Linked DNA regions of Neogale vison: region 1 is linked to region 2. A link is a contact called in public Hi-C data. All regions are on one chromosome and are shown on one strand. The core of a region is the stretch at or near the end of the contact, and the rest is flanking DNA. Distances in the headings are between cores, read along the strand shown.

The links. Hi-C and Micro-C count contacts between places; a contact is called where the count stands out from the background.
Region 1: a Hi-C map of fibroblasts shows a contact between it and region 2, with 9 times the contacts expected there. The contact joins the promoter of PARP11 here to the promoter of CCND2 in region 2. A contact is called at or near these places in 2 of 3 Hi-C or Micro-C datasets (fibroblasts and muscle).

Annotation. Positions count from the first base shown.
Region 1 is chr12:104,507,523-104,514,536 of ASM_NN_V1, forward strand. It overlaps PARP11 (protein mono-ADP-ribosyltransferase PARP11), which reads left to right and starts at 4,699. Exons shown (of 9, transcript XM_044229273.1): 1 at 4,699-4,898.
Region 2 is chr12:104,126,961-104,134,265 of ASM_NN_V1, forward strand. CCND2 (G1/S-specific cyclin-D2) reads right to left here and starts at 4,375. Exons shown (of 5, transcript XM_044229201.1): 1 at 3,858-4,375; 2 at 1,809-2,024. The coding sequence starts at 4,052.

The DNA of each region.
Region 1 (7,014 bases), core at 3,449-5,948, 380 kb after region 2:
TGATTTTTTGAAAAATTCCTTCCCAGGAATGCTTATCTCGGCTTCAGCAAATGTTTCATCTGCTTATTTTACCTCTTAATTCCTGCTGGGGTTGTTAACGCGTCAGACTTCAACAGCAGGGCTGATTCTGGGGCTGCCTCATTGTTGGCTCTTTTTCAGACCGAGGCTGGGTCTTTATATTCAAGGCCGATGGGCACAAATGCAGCTTTTTTCTCCTTCACTCCCTGTACCCTCTTGTGGCCCCTCAGCTCTCCTTTTGCGCCTTCTTCCGGTCTCCAGCTCCTCCTTTCTGTCAAATCCAAGCTTGCCTTCCATATGCATTTCTAGGGCTCCCCTATTTCTGGCCCTAAATGGGGCTTTTAATAATAAAAACAGCTAGAGAAAATGACATTAAAACGACAAGCGATGCCATATCTTGCCTCTCACCACTTGCCCGGTTTTCCGTCCTCTTCCTATTGTCTGTAGGTAAGATTGATCTGGTTTGCACAAATTCGCTTGGCCGCTCAGCTACTGGTTTTCCGATTATTTTCGTGCTTTCCAGTGATAGGTCTCCACTGCTCCTTTTCTACGCCTCCCTCCTTTCCCCTCAGGCATTTCCTCCCTCCTCTCCTGGCATTCAAAGAGCTAATAAACTCAACCAGGTGGAAGGGGGACCTCAATCGCTCAGAATCCTTGGGCTGGGGTTAGCCTGGCTCTAGACAGCTCCACCCAGAACACACAGAGAAAACACAAGAGATAAAGTAAATTGTCTTCCGTTTGTTTGGTCTTCCTGAGAAAACCGGTGACCGTGGTCAGTGTTCATAGTTTTTACTGCCGTGGCTCTGTGCCCAGAGTTGTGATGCAGAAGGGAGCATTCCCGGTGCTGGACTTGGTGTGACAGGGAAAATTTCAGACAGAGAGTCATCTGTTGAAAGACTATGAGAGGCTGAGCCCCCTGTGAGTGATTGAGCCCACCCTTGAGAGAGGTATGGGAGCGTACAGTCCAGTTGTTTTCTGTGAGGATATTTTATAAAGTCCCAGATCCTTTGGGTTTCCCAGCAAAATAAGAAGTGGATTATCAGTACAATTCCAAATACCCAGAGGGTCCCAGGAGGCAATTTAAGGATGAGAGATACTGGCTTGGCCACTGAGGCAACCTGAGAGGCCATTCCTAGTGGGAAGGGGTCAACAAGACTTTGGCCAGTTGTTGGCATAGGTGAAAATGCCGTGACTAAGGGGAGCTGAAGAGCCACAGTATTTCACGTGAAATTTCCCAGTTTTGAAGATGGCAGCCACTTACCGAAACAATTTCAGTACTCTTGTGTGTGCTTGAGATATGAGTTTACGACCCCAGGACTAAATGATCATCAAGGTTCCTTCCCACTCTTGCTCTCTCTGTGGTCATAACTCAGGCATGATAAGGAAAAAATTAATACTAAAATTTGCACAGCTATTTTCAGTTTACTAAATATGTTCCCTTCATATTACCTTGAGATATAGCAGTTTATATTTTAAGAGCTGATGCATATTCAAACCCGTTGTGTTTTCTCCATTCCATTCTCTGACCACCAGCCCAGGCAATCCCAAGACTTCAAGAAAATGATGGATAGTCCCAACGCCCTGAAAATTTGAGGACTTGGTCCTAATCTTTCCGGTTAAACTTGCTTTGTAAAAATCCCCACCTTTGAAGAAGAACTAAATAATTTAACCTACTGCTATTCACTTAACAAAACTTGTTAAATGCATGAAACAAAAAAAACCCCAGTAAACATGGACAAATTTTATTTAATCCTAAATAAAAGATTAACGAATTGAATCTGGCAGTGTATTCAAAGAATAATGAATATATGATAAAGCTGAGTTTATTTCAAGAATGTAAGGATGGATTGGACATTAGGAAATCTACTATAGTTCATTATATTAATAAATCAGAGTAAAAAGTGAATATGGTAATAGAACTTAAGAGACAGTTAATAAAATTTAACCTCCTTTCCTAATTAAAATTGCATGGTAAATTAGTAACAGAAAAGATGACAGTGTATTTTTTTAAGATTTTATTTTTAAGTAATCTATACCCGATGTGGCGCTCAAACACACAACCCTGAGATCAAGAGTCACATGCTCCACCAACTGAGCCAGCCAGGCACCCCAAAATAACAGCGTATTTAAAGGATATCAAGAATCAAGTAGGGGCCAATGCTTGCCTTATACATTATAGACTGAATGCCCATTATCTTGTCCTATATTTTTCAAAAGTTTTCTGAGGTTTTGGCCAATCCAACAGGAAAAGAGAAAACTGCATTATAGGTGAGATGATTGTTGACATAGAAATTCAGAGAGATCAGCTGGCAAATCATTGGAACTAATAAGACATTTTCAGTGTGTTAAGATACAAGATAAATAAATGATAAATAAGAACAAAGTTTTCCTAATTTACAGTAATGAAAAATATCTCATTTGCAATAATAGCAAAAAACCATAAAATCTCTAAGAACAAACTTCACAAAAATTGTGCAAATCTTTGTAAAGAGATTTTTATGTCTTTGAAATAAAAAATACCTAAATACATGAACAGATGTATTCCTGAATGAGCAGACTCATGAATTTGAAAATTTGGAAGAAGAGATTTAGGAGAGAACTTGCTTTATGAAACAGCAAATATATTATGAAGCTACAATGATATAAATGTGACATAGCACAAACCATGAGAGACTATAGACTCCGGGGAAGCAAACTAAGGGTTTCAGAGGGGAGGGGTGTAGGGGACTGGGTAGCCGGGATATGGGTATTAAGGAGGGCACATGTGGTGATGTGCACTGGGTGTGACATACAACTAATGAATCGTTGAACACTACATAAAAAACTAATAATGTTCTATATGATGGCTAACTGAACATAATAAAAAAAATTTTGAAAATAACTGTGACATAGCACAGAAATAAGCAGATAGCTGGTAGAAGAGACCAGAGTGTTCAGAAACAGATATGCACACAATCAATCAGTAAAGTGGGGGGAAAAAAATGAAGAAACCTCTCAATCCATTTACAAGAAAAAATCTGAGATTTCAAATTTACACATTCTTCTTGAGTATATAGTTTGGCAAAATATATTAAAATTTGAGATTTCTATAATCTCCTATTAAGTGATCCTATTTATTTATTTGTTTATTTATTAAGACAGAGAGGGAATGCGAGTATGTGCATGAGCAAGAGGGGGACGTAGGGGGACAAGCCCCAAGTAGGGCTTGATCTCAGGATGCTGAGACGATGACCTGCACTGAAACCAAGAGCCAGAAGTTTACCCAACTGAGCCACCCAGGCGCTTCCAATTCTTAATTGGAATTAGAAGAACTAATTCCAGTGAGGTAAATGGACAAATGCACAGAAACGTCTATACAATAAAGTTTTTTGCTGCACTTTCTAGAGTAGTAAAAAGTTGAAAACCACTTAAATGTCTGCCACAATGGATTATTTCAAGTGTGTGTGCAAGATATACATACAAACCTTGGGCTGTGATGAGTGTACTTCAAAATGATGAAATAGATTCACATATATTGGAGTGAAGGCTATCCACATGATAGTAAGTGAAAGAATCACGTTTTTTTTTTTTATTTTAATTTTAAAAAATATTTTATTTATTTATTTGACAGAGAGAGCGAGAGAGCACAGCAGGGGGAGCAGTAGGAGAGGGAGAAGCAGGCTCCTCCACCAAGCCGGCAGAGAGAGCCTACACAGGGCTCAATCCCACCACCCTGGGATCATGACCCCAGCAAAAGGCTGACACTTAACCATCTGAGCCACCCAGGTGCCCCAAGAATCGTATTTTAAATCTGTAGGTTTTCTTTAACTTTTTTTTTTTTTTTTTTTTTTAATGTGTGGAGCTGTGGAAAAGCCCAGTAGGATATATGACAAAGTGTTTCTTTTTCCTTTTCCCTGGGTAGATTTTTTTTTCTTTTTTTCCCCCCTAGAAGAGTCTCCTCATTTCTTAGAGCTCTTTATCCAGGTATGTTCAACAGTGCACCCTTGAGGTCTTGCTTAGACTCTGCAGGGGGGCGGCGGGAAAGCAGACACCCTAGCCTAGATAACCATGCTCTCACTGAACCCTGTACTTACCTTTGTACCTACAAACCATACTGTACTTCTTTATTTATCAAATTACCGAGTTTTAGTTTTTTGTTTTCCCCCTGGACTCTAAGCTCCGTGAGGGCCCGGACTGCGTAAGGGTCTAGCGTTCCAGAGCCTACTACGGTGTCCGGGAAATAACTGTCGCTTATTGCGCCCCTACTGCATGCCAAATACTGTGGCTGGTATTTTAAATGATCTCACCACACCGTTAGGTGGATGCCATTATTCCCTCCTTTCTGAAGATGAGGAAATTGAAAAATAGTCAAGTTTGTCCCAAAAGCCATTGGCCCCGCTGGAATTAATTCCCTGGCCCGACTCTTGGCCGCTACACTCACTATACAGTGATTAATAAACACCGGACGAAACTCAACCAGCCGCGGCTTGAGGATCAGTTGCCAGGGACGTTGCGGTGGGGACAGAGCACCGGAGGGGTAGAGCGGAGAAGAAGCCCTTTAAACTCCCTTACCATCAAGATACCCACAAGCCCCGCCCATTAGGACCCGCCCCCTCCCCCCAGCCCGGAAGGGAGTGGCTGGGGCGGAACGAGCTTCCGGGGGGCGGGGCGGGGCCAGCGCTGGTTGGCTAGCTTCGGGCGGAAGTCGGGAGGGTCGGTGGTCCGAAGACGCTGGCTTGTGACAGGGCGGGGTAGAAGGAAGGCCTACATAAAGGTTGCCTCTCCATCCCTTCGCTCCCGGGGACCCTCGGAAAAAACCCAACACCCTGACCCCGCGGCTAGCCCCTTCCCCCAGGCTCTCTCCGCTCGATTTCGCCACCGTTATGTGGGAAGCGAATCCGGTGAGTAGCCGGGCGGGACGGGGCGGACCCAATGGGCGGGGTTGAGGAGAGAGGGGCGGGAGGGGGTTCCCGGGAACTGCTCCCCCTCACCCGCTTCGGGCTGGGTGTTGAGTTCCGGGGCCCCGAAGATCCTGGCCCTTGCGGCTTCTGTCGTCTCTGGCTTTTGAGCGGCGGAGATGGCTCGGGGGGTTGTCCAACGCCTTCTCGCTCTGTGTTACAGTTACTGACTTGACGTGCTGTGGTTTCTCCGCCTCGGCCTCCCGCCCGCGTTCACCGTCTTTTTAAAACTCTGTGTTTTGCTTCCTCATCGGAGTTCCGGGGCTGGAGACCGGTTCCTCTGCCGGTGCCCCAGGGGTACCTGCCCAGTCCCAGCCACCTAAAGCGAGGGGTTCGCCCGCCGTGTCTCGAGGGGGCCTAAGAGGAGCCATCCCTGCTGCTTTTCCCTTCACGGGGGGCGGCCGTTTCAAACTTGGGGGTGGGGGGAACCGAGTGTAGGTTCTAAGCCTGTAGAGGGTGAAGTTCTTAGATTTTTTTTTCTCCCCAGTGGACGGCCCGGAGGACCTGGAACTTTCCAACTGCAAGTCTTGTCTCCCTGCTCCTCGTTTGACCCCCGGGTTGGCGGGGCGTCTGCCTGTATTCTCGTCCGCTTTGTTTTTTCTGCGTTCCTTCGGGTGCCGCTCTCGCCAGCGTGGAATCCGTTTGCCCAGAGCATTCCATTCATCTCTTGTTAGGGTTGACATCGCCTAGTAACATGGCCGGGGTGCAGCTCGGGAGCGGCCTGGGGAGGCGGCCGAGTCCCGGTTCGGCCAAACGGTCGGGCCGAGTGTGGGAAGCTGCCGTGTGCCGAGATCACTGCTCAGATGCGCTTGCCTCCCGGTTTTCGTGCTCGCAGTACGCTTTGGCTCTAATCGATACTTGTTTGTTTGTTTCCCATTTCTGGACTCTGTTTCCAGATGAGTTGGAGTGTTGATCAGTTCATTCTGTTACATGTTTTTGAGTTTCTACCCAGCGGGAACTGGTCTCTGGGTCCGCGCTCGTTGCTTGCACACTGTGGTCGCATCCTGGTCCTTCCTGTAACTGTCCTCCTCTAAGATCTTTTTTCTTTTTGGTTCATCCATGGAACCCTGCCATAGTATCAGGCCGCCTCGCAGGAAAGTCATCGCTGGTCCTTTTTTTTTAAATTTTTTTAATTTTAGCAGAAGTAGTGTGGAATTAATGGAAATGGGCTCTCTGCTTTGGTATTTCCTTTGGCTGTCTGTCACCAACAGGCTTCATTTTCTGTCCTTGTACATGTCCGTGTGTGTGCGAGCGCGCGCGCATCTGGCCCGCCTGTCTTGAGTTTTTATGAACACTCCCTTGCGTCTCGGTTTCTCCAGAACAAATTTTTTCCTCGCCTAAGTAGGTCTTGCTCGAAGTCGCATGTTTCAGATTCTTCACTATATTGTAAGCTCCCTGTGGGCAGAGATTTTTGTCCATTTTGTTTATTTTGATACCTTATTTTGGCACTTTGTAGGCACTCAGTAAATATTCGTTGAGTTAGCAAAAGTGACTGGATTAGTGCTAGAGGGAGTCCTTTTCTCCTGCTGTTCATTATCCCTCCTCCTTCACATGGACATTAGCAGTCGCTGTTGGATCATTTGTATGTTGGTAGAATTATAAAGACATTACTGAATGTCTTATAAATTTGGTTTGTTAAATAGCATTATATCATTTCTCTGTGAGGAATGCTGTTTCTTCTGACATCACCCTAATGATTTTGCTGGATTTCACTAGAGCACACTGACCTTTGTTAATAGACGAACCTTCCACATAGAATCCCACATTCTTCTTTCGACCCTATTGTGCCACCCTACTATGTCTTTTTTTTTTTTTTTAAAGATTTTATTTATTTATTTGACAGATAAAGATCACAAGTAGGCAGAGAGACAGGCAGAGAGAGAGAGGGGGAAGCAGGCTCCCGGCAGAGCAGAGAGCCCGATTCCGGGCTTGATCCCAGGACCCTGGGTTCATGACCTGAGCAGAAGGCAGAGGCTTTAACCCACTGAGCCACCCAGGCGCCCCCACCCTGCTATGTCTTAATGTGACTGTGTTTTCTTACTGATACTGGTTTCCTTCC
Region 2 (7,305 bases), core at 3,125-5,624:
CTCACCAGAAGCCCAACTTCTTCTATCCCTTATCGGGGTATATTTGGGGACTTGTGCTGAAAGTAAAACAAGCCAAAAAGAAACCCTAAAAGTATGTGCCCTCAGAGGGAAAAAACGGGCCTATCCAATTAATTGTCTTCAGAAGAAAGAGAGGCGGAAACCACCCTGCTCCCGCATTTGCTCTAAAACCCCCCAGGCTCTCTTCCATCTGCTAAGCCAGGAACCAGAGCCCCAGCCCCCTCCTGAAGGACGAAGAGGCTTTGTGGTCCGGGGCAACTCCCTTCCCCTTGCTGGACCCCAGCTTTCTCCAGTGTAAACTAGGACTTCTCCGGATCCCAGCTTCTGGGAGAAAGAGATGGGGAATGGAAAACACAGGCAGGGTTTTGTGGAGCAATATTCATTAGCTTGGCTGGTCCTGGAAAAAACTGGGGTGTCCTGAAAAACACCATTGTCCACCATCATGTTGAAATAAACAAACCAAATGGAAGATTCATTTTCCTGGTCTCCCATGAGAAAAACAAACTAGTAATGAATTCTAACAATTTCTTTACATACTTTAAAGTCCGCCTTGGCTTTTTACAGAGGGTTGGGGTGTGGGGTGGGGGGAGGAAAAAAAGACAAAATTACTAAACAGCCCGTGTCTTCTAAGATGGCTTGAAATTCCAGCCCTTTCTTCTCACAGGGGAATGTGAATCTAAAACACTCTTCTTGTACTATTATTAAAGGAAGCAGATCTCCCAGAAGAAAGCACCTTTCTGGGCCTCCCAGACCAAACCAGAAGCAGCTGAAATCTGGCAGCGGTTCAAAGGTGAAGTCATTCATGCCCCCTCTCTCGACATTCTCCGCAATTCCTCCCCCGTCCTTGCACATGTCTGACACTAGATGGCAGCACAGCCCCAGAAAGGGAGGCCTCTCACAAAGAGCTCAGTTCTACCAGCCTGTCGGAGCCCTGTGGACTTTGTGCAGGCCTCGCCAGTGAAGAGGGGGAGGGGCGGTCAGAGGGGGCCCCCTTTTGCGAACAGTGCAGAGAAAGGTGTGCAGACCACGGAAGGTGGGCCTGGGAGCCACCCTACCGTTCCACACTGCTGCAACATGGATGCCTAAAGTGTGAAGCCACAGGGAAAAAGACGGGTGGGAGAGGGGGGCTTTGCTGGTAGAAAACCAGAGTCAAGAGAAGACCCCTGTCATGGGACAGAGGTCACCACCCCACTGGAGCTAGTAACCCAGGCCTCAGATTCCTCCAATAAAACACCAAATTTGGACTTGGGTCAAAAGTCAATTTGATGATATTTAGTGAACATCTACTATGTACAGGTATCTTTCGGGATCTTGAGACTTCATAGGACTTTTGAACTCTGGATTCTTAGGAGACACATCACAAAACACTATCATGTGAAGACATTCCTACCATGTGAGAAGTTGAACTATTTCTCAGAATTCTGTGGTTGAAAATTTGAATTTAATTAAAATGTTATCGCTGTGTCCCAAGTCTCCCCTACACACACCACACACACATGCACGCACACAAGGGCACACAACTGCAAATGAATTTCACCAACACAAATGTCTCGGGGGATCTTATTCATGGATGTAACCTTAGTGCTTAGCACAGTGCCTGGAACACAGTAGGAACAAAAAAGAAATCATATTAAATGCATTGTCTCCTAAAATGTAAAAATTCCAGCAGTGTGGTAATCTGGGATCCAAAGGATTTGTTTGGGGAGCAGTGGGTAGAAGCTTATCAGGCCTGGAGAGAGCAAAGATGGAAGGACGAAGAGAAAGGGGGGAAGAAAGGAGAGGGTCATTACCAGCAGCTCCTGAGGCTTGATGGAGTTGTCAGTATAAATGCACAACTTCTCTGCCGTCAGAGGGATAGTCTCTTTGAGCTTGGAGGCCAGGAACATGCACACAGCCCCCAGGAGCTGCAGATGGGTCTTAGGAGTTGGGACCCCAGCCAAGAAGCGGTCCAGGTAATTCATGGCCAAAGGGAAGACCTCCTCTTCACACTTCTGTTCCTCGCAGACCTACAATGGGAGCCGGGAAAGGGTTGAGGGGGGGTGAAGGGAATAGTACCAGGAAAAGACAAAAAAAAAAAAAAAAAGAAAAGAAAGAAAAAGAAAAAGAAAGAAAAGAAAAGGCATAACCTATGGAAAGAAGCAAAAATATTTAATTTTTGAGTGGGGAGGGGGAGGGGAGTAGAATATGTGATAAGAATAAAGACGAGGAAAACGGAGAAAATCTAGAGAGTCCATCCGCCCTGGGGTGTTCCCCAGGAACATAAAAAAGGAGGTGAATGGAAGATCCGAACCCGGGAGGCAAACAAATGCGCAGTAGCCGCCCGGCTCGGCGACGCTCCCTTTGGCTACTGACTTCTTTGCTCACTCTAACTCACTCACACTCTCTTTTTTGGATTTCGTCATCTTTTCAAAAAATCAATAAAAATATTCTGAAAGCTCCGGGGGTCTTCTTCTTGGTCTCATTCGGACCCCCAGACCCTGCTCTATCATTCCCGACAATTGGAAAAAATGTCCGGGGGGGTCCCTGCGACCCAGACGCCGCTATTGGGGGGGTGGGTGGGGAGAGGTGGGGAAGAGAGGGGGAGGGAGGAGAGGAGGAAGCGCCGCAGCCTCGGCGGCTGGACTCGGAGCATGGGGAGACGGTTTCAAAAAATAATTAAAAATCGAGGAAATATCCTAGAAAAGCCGTTTTGGCGTGAAAACCCCAAAGAGGATCCAGGCTTCCCGAAACGGAGGTTTCGGGTGCCGGAAAGGTCTGTATCTTGACCCCTAGGGCTTTGGATCCCGAGGGGAAACTTGGAGGGGTGAGCGCCGCGGCGGGAGTGTCCGGCTGCGGCCCACAAGGGCAGAAACTGGGGACCGTGGTGCCGAGCTGGGGGAAAGCCGAGGAACGGGGAGCAGCCGGAGAGAGGCACGGGGGACTCTGACCTCTCCTTTAGGGGTTCCCCGACATCCCCCCCTACACACACCTCCTCCCCCCCTTCCTACCCCACCCAAATCTCCGCACCGAGGAACCTGGAAAGCTAAACTGTAAGTAACCTTCGTGAGGTGGGGGTTGGGGGAGAGGGCACTATTACAAGTGGGGTGGCCGGGATAACGGGGTGCGGGGGGGGCGGGCGACGTTTTCCAGCCTTTCCAACCGGAGTTTGCAAAGCAACATGGCGAAACCACGACAGGTCCAGAGCTGTGCATACGTGGGCACACGGCTTGCTCGGCAAAGATTTGGAGCAAGGGTAAATAAGTGGTTCTTTTGGGTTCCCCTAAAACACACGTTTCTTCATTGCGACTTCCGGGGCTCCTGAATTCTCCGTTTCTCTCCTCCTCCCTCCTCCCCCTCCCTCCCCCCCCCTTAAGTGCCAACGCGGAGTCGCGACCACATGCGGGGACCTGAAGCTAGGGCGAATTTGCTCTGGCCTTTGGGGGGCTGCTTTTTTTTACGTTGGGGCCCCCGATTTCACACTCTTGCTCCCTTCTTCACTGCACCGTAAGCAGCCGCGGCTTCGCCAAAGACAGGTCGGGATGGGGGTGGGAAGAAGAGGCAGCCACATGCAGGCACACGCGCGCGGGATGCTCCCCCACCCCCGCCCCAGGACAGCCTCATTTCTCCCAGATTTTCCTCCCCCCTCCCTTTTCCCCCTTCCCTCCCCCAGTCAGTCTTGCATCCTGCAGGGAACAGAAACGTAGCCACGCGTCTCGCCAAAGGGCGCGGGGTAAACTCGCGCACGGGAGCGGAGAGGCGAGCGCGGAGCCTGCCCTCTCCCAGTTTTAGGGTCCCCTGCGGGGTGGGGGGGGTGGCCGAGTATTCGGATGGGGACAGACAGAGTCTGTCTGCAGACTTACCTCCAGCATCCAGGTGGCCACCATCCTGCGCATATAGGGCTGGATATCCTTCTGCACGCATTTGAAGTAGGAGCACTGGGGAAGGTAGCGCTCCTCGATGGTGAGCAAGTTCTGCAAAACGCGGTCGTCGTATAGCAGGTTGGCGTCTGGCACGGCCCTGCGGACCGGGTCTACCTCGCAGCACAGCAGCTCCATGGCCAGCCGGGCGCCCGCTCGCTCCCCTGCTTTCTCCGGACTGGAAAAGTTGGGGGGTTTTGGGAGGGGGGAGGGGAGAGGGTTCCCCTTACCTCCTTCCTTTGGCTAAATAGGGACTTTTCGAGAGAAAAGTTATGGGGCAGAGAGAGAGAGAGGCTGGGGGAGAAGAGAGGAAAGGGATGGGCGGTGGGAGAGGAGAGCCTCGGGGGCTGCTAACTCTGCCTGCCCTCCCCTTCAAACTTGTCTCGCTCTCCCCTGCTCGCTCTTCTCTGCTCTGCGAGGCAGTGACGCAAACTGGCTGGGCAGTTAGTTCTCCTCCCTCTCGCTTCGCTCCCCTCTCCGGTTCCTCCTCCCCTTCCCTCCCCCCCGTCCCTCCCCTCCTCCTTTCAATCTCTCCCTCCCTCCCTCCTTTCCCCTCTTGTTATTAAGGAGAACAGCAGCTGGCCCGACCTAACTTCAAACGCGGTCCCCCGCCCCCCCACCCCTCTCCTTAGCTCTCCGAGGCCCTCTCCCTCTATCCAGCCCTGCATGCCAGGGGCCCCGATAGGGGAACCCACAAAAAAACACACCGATTTCTATTTATTCCCTCTAATTTCGCACATTCTGTGAGTGTATCGTGCCAAAATACGACCTTCCAACTTTGGTTTCTCAAAATTGATCTTTCTACTCCTGCCCATGTATGTAGGATCCGAGAATGAGGGGTAGGTCGCTTGAAGATGGGGTAGGCTCAGGCAATTTAGAAACAGACCCCTTAAGTGAAGACTAAGGAAAGCGATTTTAGAAAATAGCAACCTTGGCTATCCAGAGATAAAGGCTCTGTCCGGACGTTTGAGTTCCTGATCACTTCAAGGCTGTTTCAAAAGCTCGATTAAAGGGACCAGAACAGTGTCCCCCCCCCCCACCCCCGCTTGTGTGTGTGGAGAGGAAGAAGAGGAAGGGGTGGGTGTTAGGAGGGAGGGGGCGGCTTCTCCGACGTGATAGAATGTGACCCTAGAGCAGAAACCCTCCCCTTCTTGGGGGCGCTACAGGCGCCACGGGGAGCAGCGGAGAGGCGCCCTGGGTTGCCGCAGGCCGGGGGGTGGGGAGCAGGGCTACCATCGGTTCCTCCGCGGCCCGCGGCCACGCAGGAAAAACCCGCTTCCTCGCCCCTGCATCTGCTGACAAGCCGCCCGAGGTGTCTGCGCCGAGCGTGGCCACACTGATACAGCTTTCTAGGAAATAGCCCGGGAGGGGGAGGGGATGGGAGGGGGGGCGAGGGAGGGATTAGGTTTGGCTCCCCCTCTCTCCCCCTGCGCAAACAACACCACCCCTTCCTTTCCCCGGAGGCCCAAGACTTCCACCCTGGGTCCTTCGCTGGCATCCTCGCCGACCCCTTGGGTTCACGCCTCACCCGCCAGCCGGGGCTTTCTCCCGGGGAGCGGGATTACGATGGAGATGCTGCCCGCGCAGTCGGCTCTGACATGTGCTCAAATGCATCCCGGGGTCAAGGCTGCTTTTACAGGGGATATGGTGGCGTTTCCTTACCTCCTTCCTCCCTCCACCCCGCCCCCCAACTTTCAGTGTAATTTCACTTTGGGGGGAAGGGGACAGACCCCAGAGACCCCAGCAAGTTGGCCCAGCTGGCACGTGCAGGGAGCATGGCGTGGGTCAGGGCTCGGGACACACCGTGATCGACCGAGCACCTCCTTCACCGAGAAAGGGGGCCCGAACCGGGGCGTGGAGAGCGGGGTGGGGGTGCGCTGGGTGAGTTGTACACTCGGTTCCCTGAAAGGGGGGGGGGGAGAGTGGAATAGAGAAGGCGGGGAGTGAATAAACCAGAGGTGCTAGCGATTAACTCAGGCCCTGAGGCCAGCCCCTTTAAACGAGGGTGGGGCGGAAGGGGTGGGGGGAGTGAAGGGGGGGGAATATCGCTTTAAAAGGGTGAGTAAGAGTTTGGGGCGCCGTCTCCCCTCCCTCTATTTGCATAGCCAATAGCTCTGGGGCTCCTGCTACTGCGCGCTGATTGTTACCGGGCAGATTACTTTTTTCTTTTTTTTTTTTTCTTTTTTTTTCTTTCTTTTTTTTTTTTTTTTTTTTTTAGTAGGACGCGTTCCCCGCTACATCAAAAGGAAGCCAAGGGAGGGCGGAGGGAGAGCGGGGACTGGGGCGGGCGCGGGCTGGGGAGAGGCCGGGGCGCCTGCGACCTTATCAATAGCCCAGGGAATTAGTATCCAATCTACCGTAGGTAAAGAAAGGGGAGGGAAGGGGGAGGGCGAGGAAAATGTCTAATTGCTGTGGAAGCCATTAGCTTTCGGGAAGCAAAAAGCTGAGAAACCCAGCTTGCAACTCAAAATGAAACAGTCCTACGTAGTGGGTGACACTCAGGCTGAGTACAGTGTTCCTCGGAATAGAGTCGGTTCCTAACAATTACCTATTGATTTTAGTCAACTTGGACTTCCCGACTCAAGCTTGAGTCACTCCAGATAAATATATTAACTTAGATTTTAAGAACCGACCCCATGAAGGAATTACTCAGACTTCACCCCAGCCACCTATCAGCGGTTCAAAGAAAGCTGCTGGGCGGGGGGGAAGGGGGGCAAGGGGTGAGAGAGGTATTTTTAAAGTATAAATCTAGCCTGACAGGCAAGGACAGAAGTCGGCGAAGGCTTCCAGCCTCCTGACATCACTTGATAACTAACCCAGCACGGTCTTCTCTCCACCTCCCAGCAGGGAAAGCATCCCCAGTCCTGGGCTCCTGAAGTGGGGAGAAGGGGGGAGGGGAAGAGGCGGGTGGTCGTCCTCCCGGCCTGGCCCACCCTGGGGAGAGAGCCTGGGTGGCGACGTCTCAAATCTCAGAAGACCGCCGAGGGCCCTCTCGCCCCTTCCCTCCCCTGTACCCCCACCCCTACTCCTGTCTGGCTTCCCTGAGAAATTCCGGCGGGGCGCGGGACTGGGGGAGCGGTAGTCGCGAAGAGGAGGGGTACAGAGGGGCGCGGGCGGATGCCCCCTCTCCCCGTGGCCTCTTCATTCACCTAGACCCACGAGTACGGACGCTTCCCGCGTGGCAGGCTCGCCTCTTCAAGTTCCCCCATTCACTTCCCCTTCCTATTACGGACTGTTCCCGAACATTAACCTCGCATCGAATCAGTCCCCCAGTAGGGTTTCAGTCTCCAGCGCACGGGGTGGGGCGTGAGAGGGTGCGGAGGTTGGCAGGAATGTCTCCGGGAGGCTTGAGCTGGAAACTGAGTTTTCCCTTTGGGTCGCCACTCCGACC